Regions from separate parts of the Mus musculus genome. Here region 2 is linked to region 1. Evidence: chromatin contacts called from public HiCAR-type data. All regions are on one chromosome and are shown on one strand. The core of a region is the stretch at or near the end of the contact, and the rest is flanking DNA. Distances in the headings are between cores, read along the strand shown. Region 1 overlaps Abi1 (abl-interactor 1). Region 2 holds the start of Abi1 (abl-interactor 1).

Region 1 (3,646 bases), core at 428-2,927:
CTGCTACAGGCAAGATTGTACCAGGCTCCTCTGGATAGACTGGCATAGTGTTTTGGGGAGGCTCCAGGCCCATTGGGGTAAAAAGATGACTTTAGTCTATAGACAGATTCTGAATGCATGGAATCTTCTAGTGATTGTCTTTATAGATGAAATGGGTTCTGGGGGCCACTTTTGTCTCTGAAACAGTGTTGAAGATGGCCTTCTCGCTCACGGAGGAAGCCGACCTGACTTAGAGCACTGACTGCTTCCTAGAGGAGTTGGGTTCAATTCCCAGCACTCACGTGGCAGCTAACAACCACCTGTAACTCCAGTTCTAGAGGGTCTGACGCCCTCTTATGGCCTTGTCAGGCACTGCATGTACAAGGCGCACAGACATACAAATTCAAAACGTCAGTTCACATAGAAATAAAAACAATAAAAACTCAACATCTTCCTCCCCTCTCCTTCCTTCCTTCCTTCCTTCCTTCCTTCCTTCCTTCCTTCCTTGGAGGAAGGAGGGCCTTCTGGGCTGGACTGTGTTCCTGGAAGAGTTCCTATGGTAGCTGGCAGTTCCCTGTGTTGCTTGTCTGCCTTTCTTTATCCTTTCCCCCCTGCTTCTGATCTAGGTTATAGAATACCACAGTAGGCGAGCCAAATCATTTAGTGGCTTGCTTGGCACAACAATCAAATTTCTGAAGACTGTTTTAATATCAAGGGCTGGCTGAGTAAAAATGTTATCTTTTGAGAGGACCTCTTTCTGTAATCTCATCTTTATGTTACACTTTTTCATGGCACAGCCTCAACAGGAAAGCCACACGGGTCTCCTCTTTTCCTTCTGGCAGATAGTAGTAATTTGTGAGTGATTTAAAGGCTTAATTTTGGTCTCTCAGAGACTCTAAGGTAGAATAGAGATAATGCCTTCTATTCTGGACCCCCACCTAACATTAAGGCCCCATTTAGGAACTTGTATAGGGACCACCAGCTAGCCAGTTGGGTTAGTATTTCTCCCTTTCCCCCGGGATATTTAGTAATCCACCCGCCCCCAGCCCCCAGCATATTCTGTTACCTTTTGTTTCTCAGATGGGGTCAGAATTTGTCCTGAGTAACATCACCTCTTTCCATGCCAAACCATAGAGTTGAGCAATATATTCAGAAGTTTATACATACTGGTTTTTGTTACCTGTGTACCCAAGTCCTATTTCATCTTTTTTAGCTATGACAAGACTCATATTTATTCGAGTGGTTTAACTGGGTCATGTGATAGTTACAATTTTAAAAGTTACTATTTGTGTGTGTACATGTAATATGTGATTTCCACAGCATGCCTATGTGGAGGCCAGAGGACAGCATGAGTCCATTCTCTCCTTCCATAGTAGGTGTTAGGGATCCAGATCAGGTTGGTAGGCTTGGCAGTATGTGTCCATCAGTAGGGCTCCTTTCCCTAACATCCTTGCTGGTGTTTGTTGTTAGTTTTATTTCTGTCTTTAATTAGCATGTATTAATTTTTATAGTAGTCTTGTGACATTTTCGTACCTGTGTATATTTTTTGAACATATTCACCCCCACCCTTACTCTTTGTTCCCCTCCCACTGGTGTTGACTCATTTCTTCCCAGCTTGGCCACCCAGTCCTGGGCAGTGATCATGCTGCTGTGAGCTCAGTCTTACAGCCCTGTCATGCTTGGAAGACAACTTTCCACAGCACTCCACCCATTTACTAGCTCTTACTACGGCTCCGGGGCGGGGGTGGGGGGCAGGCACATCTAGACTAGCCAGTCAGGAGTTGCCAAGAACCAGCCTCAGCTTGGAGAGGGTTTCTGAGGAAAGGGTGTCTGGGGGCGGTGAAAACAAGCGACCTGAAGCTGGGTACTTTCTTTTTCTCTGATTTACTTTCTCTAGATAGAGATCTCTAGCTGTGTTCTGCTCGAGATAGTTCTCTAAGCAGTTCTCTCTTGATTCTCTAAGAAAATTCTCTGGATAGCTCATGTCTTGTAGATCATAAACCCAGTCTTTTATTCTACATATCAATTCAGTCATTTACTCCAGGTTTCCTTTTGATTATCCTAAGAATCAGCATTCTGTCTCTCCAGCCCCTTAATTCTTGGGAGAAAGCAAGTACACATTTCCTTTTAACTGCAAAAGAATTCAGAGATCTGCTTGCCTCTGTTAAGCACAGAGTGTTAAGTTTGTTGGGTGGTACCCTGTCCATTTCTACCACACACTGGGGTTTAACTTTGTTCTGTCCCAGGCTGACCTTGAACTGTAGAATCTTTCTGCTTTTGTAAGCATAAACAAAAAAATTAGCAGGGTGGAATCTCTTGCAACCACCACTTCCTAAATCTTTTTCCCCTTCCTTAGCATCTTTCTGACAAGTTGGCTCACCTCACAGCTGCTTTTGTAACTTTTCATTTCTGAAGTCCCTCATAATTTTATTGTATTCTTATATTTTTCATAGTTGAAAAATTATATATTTTTGCAATCATGGTTTTAGAGTTCTTTTTCACAGAGTTCAACCCCACAGGGCTGTCCTGAAAGTCGCAGTGGTTACCATGTTAGCCACAGCTTTGCCTCCCAGATTCACGCTGTCTCTGAAGTCATTATCATGAAGTCATTAATGTTTACAGGGAAAACCTTCTTTGAAGGGGGAACGTAAAATATGTGCATTATTATACAAACAACCCTTACACCCACAGCAGCCGTGGACACTTGTGGGGGTCCAGGCCTGTTGTCTCTGTACCTGGGGCAGGAACCATGTCATTCTGTCCCTACCAAGGCCATGCCGGACCTGGCAAGTAGTACGGTAGTCAGAGTCCACAGCTGCGTGTTGATGATGGTACTTGTGTTCTGGATAATTTTTTATTTATTTGTTTATTTTTATTTTGTCAACTTGATATGTTAGAGTTTTCTGTAAAGAGGAACTTCAGTTGAGAAATGCCTCCATCAGATTGTCTGTAGGAATGCTTGGATTTCATCCTTTCCTATCTGTAGCTTGATTTTTCTTTGTATTAATGCTCTAGCTATGGCTTTAAATACTGCATTGAAACAGTGGAATGAATGGGCACATTTGCCTGTTCCTGACTTTAGTTTTTCCATTTAGCCTGCTTGTTATAAGTAGTATGAACTTTTTCTTTTAACTGTCTTAGCTAATTCCCAAAGGTTCTAGGAAGTTACATCTTTGTGGGTTTTTTTTTTTTTTTTTTTGATTTCTAGAGTTAAAAAAAAAAGTCCTATTTATTTTATGTGTATGAGTGTTCACTTGACTGTATGTTGACAGTGTGTGTGCCTTGTGCCCACAGATGCCAGAGGAGGGAGTTGTATCCTCTGGAATTGGAGTTACAGATACTGATAGACAACCGTATGGTTGCTGGGAAAAGAACTTGGGTCCCTAAGTGCTCTCATGATTGCTGAGCCATTTCTCCAGTTCCTGATTCGAGGAATCTTTAAATTTTATTCCTGATTTCTTCATTGGCCCAGTGGTCATTCATGTGTGTATTTTTCAGTTTTAATGTATGTGTAGTTTATGTATTTTCTTGCTATTGATTTCCTATTTTATTGCACTTTGATCTGGTAAGATATAAGAAATTTTGATTATCTTGTAATCTTGTAATTTGCTTTGTGAACTACAATGTTGTCTATTTAACTTAGCTAATTAATGAACTTATTTCCTAT
Region 2 (3,646 bases), core at 421-2,920, 34 kb before region 1:
ACCTCACAAGTGCCTATAACTCTAGTTCTAGGGACATGTACTGTGTTTAGTCTCAGCAGGCACCTACACTCATGTGCACACACCCACAAACAGACATACTCTCACACGTGTAACGTTTTAATATTTGGGAGGAACAAAAGGAAACAAAGAAAAGTAACGAATGCAGTCCTTCTCGATGAACACCTGTGGAGGGCCCAGATCTTGGCTGTTGAGAACAGCAATAAACACAGATGTGCATGTATCTCTGTGGTATGTAAACATACAGTCCTTTGGGCATATACCAGGAAGTGGTGGGGCTGAATCATATGTTAGTTAGCTCTATTTTTAGCTTTTTGAGGAACTTCCACCCTGGTTTCCATTGTGGCTGAACTAATTTACATTTCTGGTACCAGTGTCTAAGATTTGCCATTCCCCATGTCTTTGTCAATATTTATTGTCATTGTTTTCAACAACAATTTCCAAAAGTTTGCTGAGTACTGTTGTTACTTCAAAAATTGTGATTCTCAGTGAGTCCCAGAGAGGACTGGAAATATAGGTCTGTAAATAATATTTAAATTTAGGCAACTCTTTTCATAGCCTATTATTTCAAAATAATTTAATAGTTCTGGTGATATGACAGCTTGAAATACTGTCAAAGACCCTTTGAGACATTTGCAGAGCAAGTGATAAGAAATAAGAACAAAACAATTTTGTACAATGCAAGACAAAAACTCCTCCTCCTCCTCCTCCTTCTTTCTTATTTTTTCCTCTTCTTCTGTAGTTTCTCCTCCTCCTCCTCCTCCTCCTCCTCCTCCTGGTTTTTCAAGACAGGGTTTCTCTGTGTAGCCCTGGCTGTCCTGGTACTCACTTTGTAGACCAGGCTGGCCTCGAACTCAGAAATCCCCCTGTCTCTGCCTCCCAAATGCTGGGATTAAAGGCGTGTGCCACCACCATCCGGCTTTCTTTCAATTCTTTTTTTTTTTTTTAAAGATTTATTTATTTATTATATGTAAGTACACTGTAGCTGTCCTCAGACACTCCAGAAGAGTGGCATCAGATTTCGTTACGGATGGTTGTGAGCCACCATGTGGTTGCTGGGATTTGAACTCGGGACCTTTGGAAGAGCAGTCACTGCTCTTAACCACTGAGCCATCTCGCCAGCTCCCTCTTTCAATTCTTTAGGGTACAAATTATCCTTGCTTCATTTGTTTCTGCAATATCAAGCACTACTGCATGATGTACATCTGAGAATTGATAGTTTTCAGGGTTTTAAATGAATTGGGGCATAAGTTAAGAAGGCAAAGTCTCTCTTACAAAATTGAGGAAGTCAGGATTCAGATTTCTATTTTTAATCGTTATCTGATTGGATGCCTTTGACTTACTGACTTTCCTAAGTAAGTTCTGCCAATTTTCAATGTTCTCATAGGAAAAATTTCGTTGTCTAGATCAACTTGTGGCGCCATCTTCTGGGGCCTTAAGAAGACTCTCAAGATTTAAAACTGTATTGGTTTTTTTAAAGTCTTCCTAGTTTTTGGAAGTTCCTTAGACGCATGCGCGGCCTAGCCAGGAAGAAACTACAATTCCCAGAAAGCATTGCTATAGTGGATGGGTGGGGGACTCCCGTTGTCATGGGGGAAATGATTCTCGCGAGAAAGTGAGCCTGTGGCGGCTGTGCGTCCTGGGTGGAGGGGGTGGGGGGGAGGAGGCGGGGAGAGTAAGGAGGAAGAGGAGGAGGTGCAGTCCCACAATACCCGGCGGAGGGAGGGTGGGTGGTTGGCGTCTGGTCTGTGCGGAGCTCGGGTCCCCGGCGGACTCAGCTTCCTCTGTCTCTTTAATGCGAGAGGAAGCGATGCGGAGGGGTGGAAAATGGCAGAGCTGCAGATGTTACTAGAGGAGGAGATCCCGTCTGGCAAGAGGGCGCTGATAGAGAGTTACCAGAACCTGACCCGGGTGGCGGACTACTGTGAAAACAACTATATACAGGTGAGGAGCTTGAGCGGCCGGCGGGGGCGGCTGGGACGACAGGCAGGCTGGGCGCCGTGGGGACTGCCCTACTCCGCCACCCTCCGCCCCAGCCCGAGCGGCGGCCGCCGCGGCGATACAGGAAGTGGCCGCCTTGAGAAAATGGGTGAGGAGCAGGGCCGCCGCGGGCGCCGCTGACCCGATGCCGCTCCCCGCAGCCTGCCCGGGGCCGCCTGTGCTCCCCACAGCCTGCCCGGGCGTTGCTCCCTAAAGCCTACCCCGGCCGAGCTCTGCTTCTCGCCGTCTGCCCGGCCCAGCTGTGCTCCCCACCACCTGCCCTGGCTGAGGTCTGCGCCTAAACCCCGCCGCTTTCCCCGCCAGGGATCTGTTTCCTGCAGCCTTCCCAGGCCGGGACGTGCTCCCGGCAGTCTTTCCTTCCCGGTCTCCGCTCACTGCAGGCCGCTCTTCTTAGTCGGGCTGTATTCAGCTTTGCCTCTTTTGGCTGCGGTTGGTTCCTAAGACCCCCCACAGCCTTCCCTGGCTGGGGTCGGTCCTGGCTGAGGTCCCCCTGGAAATCCCGCAGCCTCCCTTGGTCTCCTTGGAGCTCAGACTTCGCTGTCGCCCCCATGTCCGGTGTGATGAGCCTAGGACTGGGACAGCTGCGAGAGGAATGGGCAGGGAAGGAAAAGTGGGGTGTGTGTGTGTCGTTGGAGGGTGGGGTGAGGGTGATTATGTCAGTTCATCCTAGAGGGTGTGCCTTTTATTTATTTAAAAAAATTGTCACGAGTCACATTTGTACAGACCTCCTAATCGAGTGCGGAGAGTGACTGCTGAGGGTGTGATAAAATCCATATTAAAATTCTTTTAATTGAAGGAAAAATGCGTGCTTGGCGATTTTCAAGTTGGGCTTTTCCTCTTCCACCTCCTCATATTTACTTCCGCTTTAGCATAATGTATACTCGTTATTATAAAGCACGAATGATTCATAGGGAAATTCAGTGGGAAATCTGTTAAATACTTTTCTTCCTCTAAATGTTCTTGGACTGTTGGCCTTGAACGCAGTAGTGTTATCGTGGTTGCTTATGTTCTGAGATTTCTTTCTATACTGAGTTAATACATAGAAGAATATGAATAAAGTAGATTAGCAAACATTATGTAGTCTTTAAGTCATAACATAGAATTGCTCCTTAATTTATCAGGAAATTCTTGGCACTTTTACTATGCCATGCTTGCTTGTGTTTATCAGCGATTGTAAGTGAATTGTATGTAGTAGTTTGACTTGTCCCTATGGTTGAGTAAAAATTAACAGTTTTCACTAGAAGCAAATACAGTAGTGGAATTCTTTGTATCAGATAATGAGAATAGAAATTCATTTCTTGTTGATAAGGCAAAACCAGAACAGTCTTTGAAAAATAAGGAATATTGTACTTTGGACCTGCAGTATTTCTTAAAGTGCCTTTCATGTGATTATCATTTTCAAGAGCGGCTAATTTCTGTTCTAGCAGATTCCTGTAGATTTTGTTTTCAGAAGGAGATGCTGTCTTGAGACTTGTCTGAGTATTTGTCATTTTCCATATTAGTAACATTCTATCTGGAGTGGTACTCCAAGGAGTTTGTCTTCCTACTCTCGTTTCCAGCCTTTGACTTTGGTAATCTACTCATAAACTTGTTGAATGCTTCCTGTGTCTTCTGTATAACTTGGTTT

The links. HiCAR-type assays count read pairs that join an accessible place to other places.
Region 2: a HiCAR-type map of embryonic stem cells shows a contact between it and region 1, with 4 times the contacts expected there. The contact joins the promoter of Abi1 here to the enhancer-like site in region 1. A contact is called at or near these places in 5 of 39 promoter capture datasets (the 3T3-L1 cell line, 3T3-L1-derived adipocytes, the C10 cell line and 2 more), 14 of 484 Hi-C or Micro-C datasets (the 4T1 cell line, the C2C12 cell line, Sertoli cells and 8 more), 16 of 115 datasets of contacts at active chromatin or transcription factors (CD8 T cells, the HPC-7 cell line, the SCID.adh cell line and 7 more) and 1 of 9 other capture datasets (adipose tissue).

The regions. Positions count from the first base shown.
Region 1 is chr2:23,004,457-23,008,102 of GRCm38.p6, reverse strand. The region is part of intron 1 of Abi1 (abl-interactor 1); the gene reads left to right. Among named protein-coding and RNA genes, the nearest start is that of Gm52502, 8.2 kb to the left of the region's middle. Within about 2 kb of position 1,677, at least 122 of the 459 cell types and tissues checked have an H3K27ac peak or open chromatin away from gene starts, as enhancers often do. A contact at or near this core is called in the 4T1 cell line, the C2C12 cell line, CD8 T cells and 10 more, where this site is marked.
Region 2 is chr2:23,038,265-23,041,910 of GRCm38.p6, reverse strand. Abi1 (abl-interactor 1) reads left to right here and starts at 1,670. Exons shown (of 11, transcript NM_001077190.3): 1 at 1,670-1,962. The coding sequence starts at 1,846.